Linked DNA regions of Sus scrofa: region 2 is linked to region 1. A link is a contact called in public Hi-C data. All regions are on one chromosome and are shown on one strand. The core of a region is the stretch at or near the end of the contact, and the rest is flanking DNA. Distances in the headings are between cores, read along the strand shown.

Evidence for each region. Hi-C and Micro-C count contacts between places; a contact is called where the count stands out from the background.
Region 2: a contact with region 1 is called in a Hi-C map of adipose tissue, with 2.5 times the contacts expected there. The contact joins the enhancer-like site here to the promoter of CAMK2G in region 1. A contact is called at or near these places in 1 of 5 promoter capture datasets (liver), 23 of 47 Hi-C or Micro-C datasets (adipose tissue, alveolar macrophages, blood and 13 more) and 2 of 2 datasets of contacts at active chromatin or transcription factors (alveolar macrophages and skeletal muscle).

Annotation. Positions count from the first base shown.
Region 1 is chr14:76,589,825-76,593,994 of Sscrofa11.1, reverse strand. CAMK2G (calcium/calmodulin dependent protein kinase II gamma) reads left to right here and starts at 1,451. Exons shown (of 21, transcript NM_214193.1): 1 at 1,451-1,600; 2 at 2,987-3,081. The coding sequence starts at 1,536.
Region 2 is chr14:76,790,757-76,794,447 of Sscrofa11.1, reverse strand. VCL (vinculin) reads right to left here. Exons shown (of 21, transcript NM_213934.1): 14 at 1,284-1,433. Among named protein-coding and RNA genes, the nearest start is that of AP3M1, 43 kb to the left of the region's middle. Within about 2 kb of position 2,332, at least 2 of the 83 cell types and tissues checked have an H3K27ac peak or open chromatin away from gene starts, as enhancers often do. A contact at or near this core is called in adipose tissue, where this site is marked.

The sequences.
Region 1 (4,170 bases), core at 202-2,701:
CCTGACTCCCAGGGGGAGTCCCCTGTAATTCAGACTGAGCTGCAGCATTGAGCTGAGCTCTGCCCTGCCCAGCAGGAGCTGGCCTCTGACTTGGGGTACAGCTGCCCGGGCAGGTCAGGAACCTGCCCAGCCTGTTTCTCCTCCACTAAGACAGTTATGTGCCTCAGTCCTACCATCCTCTGACAATGGGGAAAGAGAAAGGGATGGTAACTCCTGCCAGAGCCCCAAAAAGTAGCCTCATTCACAAATATTTACTGAGGGTCTGGATCTAAGTATACAGTGGTGAAGGAGGCAGAGGCCCTGCCCTATTACAATTCAGTGAGACAGCAAATATTAAACAAATAGCTACCACTGTTCTAATTAGGTATCAGGTACTATTCTAAGTACTTTATGTGATTTAGTCCTTTTAATACTCCAAACTCTGTGAGGTAGTTAGTTACTATTATTCTTTATTATCAGTTTTCAGATAAGGTAACTGAAGCAAATTAGAAAGTGACTTTTCTAATGTCACATAGCTGATCAGTGAGTTGCCCAGGAATCCAAGCCAGGCAGTCTTACCCCAGAGTTCCCTCAGACAGCCATGCTCTAGCTCTACTGCCTCTCACAGCAGTAAACATATCATTACACAATGTGATGAGTGCCATAAAATAAAAATAAAGGGTGCTTGCAAAAAAATGGGGCTATTTTCTCCTTCCTTCCACCTGCTCTTCTAGCCCACAGCACACAAAACCTTTTCTACATGGTTCCCACTTCATCCCTTTCATTGCTGGCAGGAGAGAACATTCTCTCTTCTCTAAGACTGGAGTGCAGGAAGGCAGAGTTCCACTTGCATCCTTGGCTCTGGCCTGGTCTCCCTGAACAAACCGTGCCTGAAAGGTTTTATCTAATAATGGCCTTGATGCTTACACAAGTCTAGACTGTCAGCTTCCCGAGGGAAGGCAGCTGAGAGCTGGCTCTGCACAGACTGGGGGCGCTTCGTGAGTGTGCTGTCTAAAACCTGCTTTTTGACCTTGGCTCTCTCCCCACATGGTGTGAGCCGGACTCGGGGCTTAGGACCCGTGCGTAGCGACCCGCCAGAGAACTCAATGGGCCAGACCTCTGCATACTCCCAACACACACACACTCGCACGCACATTCTGAGCACTTGTAGGGTCTGCCCTGGGACTAGCCCACAGGTCGCGAACCTTTCAGCCCCGCCTGGGTAGGTAGCCCAGGACTGAGACCCCCGCCCCGCGATCCCCTTTACTCCCCAGCGATCACAGCCCAGCTCCGGCTGCTCCCTGGGCGGGGCGGGGCCCGCGGCGGGAGGCCCCTCCCCGGGGGCGGTCCGGGGGCCGGGCGGGGGGCCGGCGGGGCTGGGGGCGGGGCGGGCGGGCGGCGCGGGGGTGTTCCTCCCTCCCTCGCTCTCCCCGGTAAAGTCTCGCGGTGCTGCCGGGCTCAGCCCCGTCTCCTCCTCTTGCTCCCTCGGCCGGGCGGCGGTGACTGTGCACCGACGTCGGCGCGGGCTGCACCGCCGCGTCCGCCCGCCCGCCAGCATGGCCACCACCGCCACCTGCACCCGCTTCACCGACGACTACCAGCTCTTCGAGGAGCTCGGCAAGTACGGTCCGCCCGCCGCCGGCCGGGGCCCCCCACCCTGCTCTAGCCGCCCGGGCGCTATGCGGCTCCTCGCCCCGCCCCCCCGCCCTGCACCGGCCGCTGCAGCGCCCCCTCGGCCTGCCCCACCCCCAGCCTTTCCCGCCAGCCGCCTCTGGGGGCCCCTTCGCCCCCAGCTCCTTGCCCCGCAGTCCCCTCCGCGCCCTGCAGCAGCAGCTGCCCGGGCTGCTGCACCCCGCGCTGCCGCGGAGACTGCAGCCCCTGGACCGCTCCTGGGCGCCCTCCAGCCCCGCCCCTCCCTCACCCTTCAGGCACCCCACATCCCGACCCCGCCTGCTCACTGCCCCCTCCCCACCCTGTTCACGAGCTCACTCAGCATCCTGTCCCATGTTCCACTCGCCTGGCGCTCAGGACCCTCCCCGGCCCTGCAGCTCTAACCCTGCTGCGGTGCCGGAGTGTGGGGGGATGTTTGGTGCCCAGCCCCGCCCCCGGCTGTTGCCGCTTCCAGGATCCCAGCCCCGCTGCTGGGCAGTGCTGCAGCACCCCAGTCCCCTCCCCCAATCCCTGCAGTGGTCCCGGGAGCCGCGCGCCGCAGCCGCAGCATCCCCCTCCCCTCCGCACTGAGCTGGCCGCTGCAGCAGCCCCGGTCCCCCCCCACCCCACCCCGCGGCTCCGAGCCCGGCCACTGCAGCCCCCGCCCTGCCCGCCCCCCTAGACGTTTCCAGAGCTGGAGAGTGCGAGCTCCTATTCGGGGGAGGGGGGACATAGAGGGAAATGTCATGGGGAAGGGGAGCTGTTGATGTCTGAAACCCACAGCTGGACTCCCTCTTTCCCTGCTGTCTGTTGAGCCGGTAAACGCAGTGGGGTGAAGCCGGTTGAGGGGGATTTGAGCCTCACTTTCCTCACCTTCCCCCATGGTTGAGGAAGATTTCTCTCTCAGGGGATTATACCCTCTTTTAATTAATCTCTTCTCCTACCCTCGACTGTTCTGCTGAGAAAAGGGCAGGGTCTCTTCCCTTCTCCGGGTTCTGTTGGCTGGGACTGCAGGGCTGTCTGAGAAGCAGCAGGTGTGTGTTTTATGCATCTCCCACCAGCTCTTGACGCACAGCCTGAGGTTAGGGCTGTTGCTTTGCCCAGCGGCTAGATGTGGGCATGAGAGTAGGGTGGTCCTCCACCCACATTTGTGGAGTGTCCCACAGAGGCCACATCCTTCTGCCCCATGTTGGTTGGTGATAGTCACCACCCATGGTGATAGTCACTATGCTGATGTGTGTGTGTGTTATTTTGACTAAAGTCTGGTGATGGGAGCAAAGCTGTCCTCAGATCTGAAGTGTGTTTGTGTCTCTCTGCTCTGCTCCGTGTCCCAGTTCTTTCCCTCTTCTCCCTCCAGGGGTGCTTTCTCTGTGGTCCGCAGGTGTGTGAAGAAAACCTCCACGCAGGAATATGCAGCAAAAATCATCAATACCAAGAAGTTATCTGCCCGGGGTGAGTATTCCCCATCTTGGCCTCTCCCTGGGGTGCCTCCAAGGGTTATGGATTCTTCTAAAGATGCTCCAGGAGTTGGGGATTGTGTGTTTTAGCACTTGGAGAAGAGTTGGTATTTCGGGGTGGGTAGACTTTGAAACCAGACAAGAAGTTGTATGGAGACCAAGTAGAAGAGAATGAAGATGTAAGAGATGTAGCTTTCTTTAGGGGAAAATGGTGCCTGAAGGCTCAAATGAGTTTGGTTTTTATGGAGGGAGAGGATAAGGGGAGTGGTAGGTGGCTTTGCATGGAGAGCTTTACATTTGGGGCATTTGGAGTCTCTGTATTTGGGTCAGTGGTAGTCACTCCAGACCTGTCCTAGTCCCTGTGCCCCACTGGTGACTTAAGATGGAAATGCAGTAAGTGAACAGCTCTGACAAAGCCAGCCTCCCCTTGCCCACCAGGCGGCAGAACAGACTCCCAAGGGAAGGGAATCTGTAAACATCAGGGGAGGCTGCTTCTGGCGAGGGCTTCTCGGGAACAAATCCTGCCAGATGAACTTGATTGCTTTTTTGATCAAATTACAAAGTTGGTGGTGCAGCAGCAGATGCAGTCTGTCCTGGGTGGAGGGTGATGCCTCATGATCTGGAAATCTCAGTGGGCTGGTCTGGGTGGGAGCAGCATGGCCTCGGGATTTGAGGATTGTGAAGTCAGGCCTGAGAGCCTGGCTTGTGAGATCCTCCCAAGTACCTAGGCTGGGAGGGTCAGGCCCTGTCTTTCACACCTTGAACCTACACTCCCTGCACCTTGTTTTTGGGTGCTTGCCAAAGTCACCTCATCTGATAGGTATAGACCTATCAGTGTGTGGAGTGCTCTGTGAACAGGTGTGGTGAGCATGGAGGTATGTGGATGGGTCAGGTCATCAAGGGCTGCAGGGTGCAGCACGGGGACAAAGGTTATGAGACTCAGAGAAAAGAATTAAGAGCAGGCAATAGGATGCCGTAAGTATATTAGGAGCCAGGACGGATGCCATGAGGAAGATATGGGCCATGGCTAGTAATGATCTGGGCGTCTCTGGGTTAAGAGATACAATAGATGTCCCTAAGCATT
Region 2 (3,691 bases), core at 1,083-3,582, 200 kb before region 1:
GAGCTGTGGTGTAGGTCACAGAAGCAGCTCGGATCCTGCAATGCTGTGGCTGTGGTGTAGGCCGGTGGCTATAGCTCCAACTGGACCCCTAGCCTGAGAACCTCCATATGCCGCAGGTGCAGCCCTAGAAAGATAAAAAGACAAAAAAAAAGGAAGCCCCATGTGGCACATCTGGTGAGGGATCAGGCATTATCACTGCAGCAGCTCAGGTCACTGCTGTGGCACAAGTTCCATCCCTGCCAGGAACATCCACATGCTTCGGGTACAGCCAAAACAATAAAAAAACAAAAAGCTAGACAAGTATGATTTTTCAAGAGAATCCAACTTGTTCACATGCCACACGGGCAATTAAGAGACATGATTATTTCCCCTGTCTCTGCCCACAAGCCCTCACCAAAGCCAGTATCACCAATTTATAAAGCCCAGACAGTTCCTAATGTATCACAGGCACTCAAAACATATCTGCTGAGTAAATGAATGAAAAAATAATGAATTCTCTATAATATAATTAGAAAAAACACTCAAATATCATACTACAGGATGCTGAACCTATTTTTTTTTTTTCATCTTTTTAGGGCCACACGTGTGGCATATGGCATATGGAGATTCCCAGGTTAATCAGAACTACAGTTGCAGGCCTACACCACAGCCGCAGCAATGCCAGATCTGAGCTGCATCTGTGACCTACACCACAACTCACGGCAACACCAGATCCTTAACCCACTGAGCAGGGACAGGGATCGAACCCGCAACCTCATGGTTCCTAGTCAGGTTTCCGCTGTGCCACAACAGGAACCCCTGAACCAATATTTTTAAGAACATCTATCAGGTACCAGAACTTTAATTCCTGTCCAATTTGTTTTCTTTTGTTCCCACTCTTCCAATATACTGTTCACAGCACACTAGCTATCGCTTGGTTATACAATTAAGTAGAAAAGGAAAACAAATTATGGATACAAACTTTTTAAATACTCTCAAAAAAACATGGGGAAAGGCCTAATAAATGCTAAAATCAAAACAAATTACCCCTCAAGACTATCCAAATGTTTCCCTAATTATGCTAGGGGGCGGGGGGGGGAGTGTGCTTTACCAGTTTTCTCTACTCTCAAAACTAATCTATGATGATTGTAAAAAATTCCAATAATATAAAAAGGATTTATGGGGCTGTGTGGGTTTTTCCAAGATGTTTTACAGTAAGTGTTCAAAAATGTGTAGAAACTCTTCTGCAATTAACTTCACTTACTATATGGTGAGCGCATAATAAAAGAAGGAGTGAAACCCACCTGGGGTGTGAGTTCTCGGGCTGTCTTCACTGAGGCCTGAATGCCTTCTACTGTTGATTTATTAGCAGTTCCAACTGCAGCCGCCTTCTCTGCTGTGGCACCAAGCCTTCCTGAATGGTTTTCAAAGTTAGCTGCCCTCTCATCAAACACCTTGAGGAAAAGACAAAGATATTAAGAAATTTTATTTCAAGAAAATGGTTCGGGCAGCCTGAGAAAAAGTCTCTCTTTAAGCAGAGGCAGCAACTACTTGAACAAAGACTTTATGAGATGACATCAAACTCTAGGTAATAAGACAACAGTCAAACATCAAGGCTCGGCTTTGCCAGATCTCCTGAGAGCTTCAGCCATAAGCATCACACACCCTTGAATTTCAGTTCAACCAAGAGCAAACAGGACTTAGAGCACTGTGTAGTCTGCAATTAGGAGTTCATGGCATGCAAAGACAAATAATCCCTGTTCCCAAAAGACTTATCCTCTAATGTGAAGATAGAAAACCCACTCGAGGCTCCAGTGTAGGTGGCTGGGTGCATTAAAGGCCAAGAATATCCACAGAGTCCTAAGCAGAACTCCAGCCTCCTCAGAGCAGCTCCCTCACGTATCCCATTACCATTAATGTTGTAAAAACCCTGCCCCTGACCTCGGGTGAAACGATAGCTGGTGCTCACATCCAGACCTGACACAAGGGTAAGGATGGCTGACTTCTGTCACCCCAAATGCAAAACTCTCCACCGAATTAATTGCTCAGCACTCACATTTTTTTAAAAGTTAACTTCTGCTTCGACAATGCTATCATGCAAGTTCGCATACCATGAAAGGGACCATTTACCCGAAAGTGACAAAAGCCCTCCTATTATTTGTTTGTATAACATTATTAGAGTTGATGCTTGAAGCAAGGTATAGCCAACAGCCCTGGTGAGCCTTATACCATACACAGAGCAGGTCAGGAACCACCTGGCAGAATCTGTCCTCTTTGCTTCCTCCTGAGGGTCTACCTGCCCATCCTTGGAGACAAGTTCCAGCTCCCAGTGGACAATCTCCCAAGTCTCCTGGTTCAAAAGCAGGCTCCAGTCTCATCACCAGGGTACTATGTTTACCCACTCAAGCCTCTTCCCCATCCCAGCCCCTGAGTTCTTGTCATTTATTACTCAGAATCTCTGCCTAAATCTCTGATCTCCTGGCCTCAGTCTTTGGCTGGCCTCCCACACTCTGGATCTGAAGGCCTGTTGCTGAGTTTGGTTGACCATCTCAGTAATTAGAGAGAAAGAACAAAGATGTAGAGGGGAGAAAGGTCAGAGTAGTCAGGAAACTATAAGCAATGAGGTATTGCTGGGGCGTGAACGGAAAGGCAGCGTTTTGTGGAAAACGGGGATAGATAGAGTATTAGAGGCCAGACCACAGAGCTCTGGTTTTCTCCTGTGTGAAAGGTAAGGGCCACCATAGGGATTAAACAGGAAAGTAACAGGGTCAGATTTGTATTTTTATCTTATCGGTGGCCTACGGACAGATTCAAAGAAGACCAGACACAGCTTAGCAGTCATTCAAGCAGCAGGGGACCAGGATCAGACCACGAGAGCTGTGGCAACATGAATGGAAATTGGAAAGGCTTCAAGAAATATTTGTGGGATCAAATCAGCTTGTCTTAATTTATCAATGTGGGAAGATGAAGGGAAGGGTTAGTGGTGACTCATAATTTTCCAACAGAACAAGAGCAAGGGCCCCAGGGTTAGAACATATAAACATAAACAAGGAATACTGGGAATACAACACCAGATGCAGAGATGTGATGATGGAGCCACTTGTACCAACTCACCCAAGTTCATAAAAGCCAAATATACTCCTCTCTTCCCACCTCTGCTTACAGAGACCTCACACTGAACAGCCATCATGGGAGTGTATTTGCATCATGGAAATCAACAAACATTGCAAATCAGGACCTTTTCTGTTGTTGTTTCTGTTTGTTTTTTCCTGGAGAACTGTTCTACCAGCTCATCACTGTCTTTACTGTTCACTGAAGGACTCTGGCTTCACTCTGGGACAGGGAAGCGTCAGCTGACAGGTTTGAGTGCAAGAATGACATCAAATGATTTAAAAGAATTGTCCTGACTTCTGTGCTGAGAATACAGTACCCTAATCAAAGGGAGGGTTCTGACTGGAGTGCCCCCATTCCTCATTTCTTACTGCCTAGAACATAATGCCTAGGGCTGTAACAGCCATCTCAGATGGTGAGGCAAAGACCAAAAGAATCACAGAGATGGCAGCTCTCATGGTGTCAAGCTGCTGAACTGATGCCAGGGCCACCTATCTCCATGTTTCTTGTTATGTGATGAAAATAACATTTGTTTTCATCTCTGATGGTCAGGTCTTATACTACTTGCAAGTAGAGACATGTCCTCAAGATACTCTTCAGT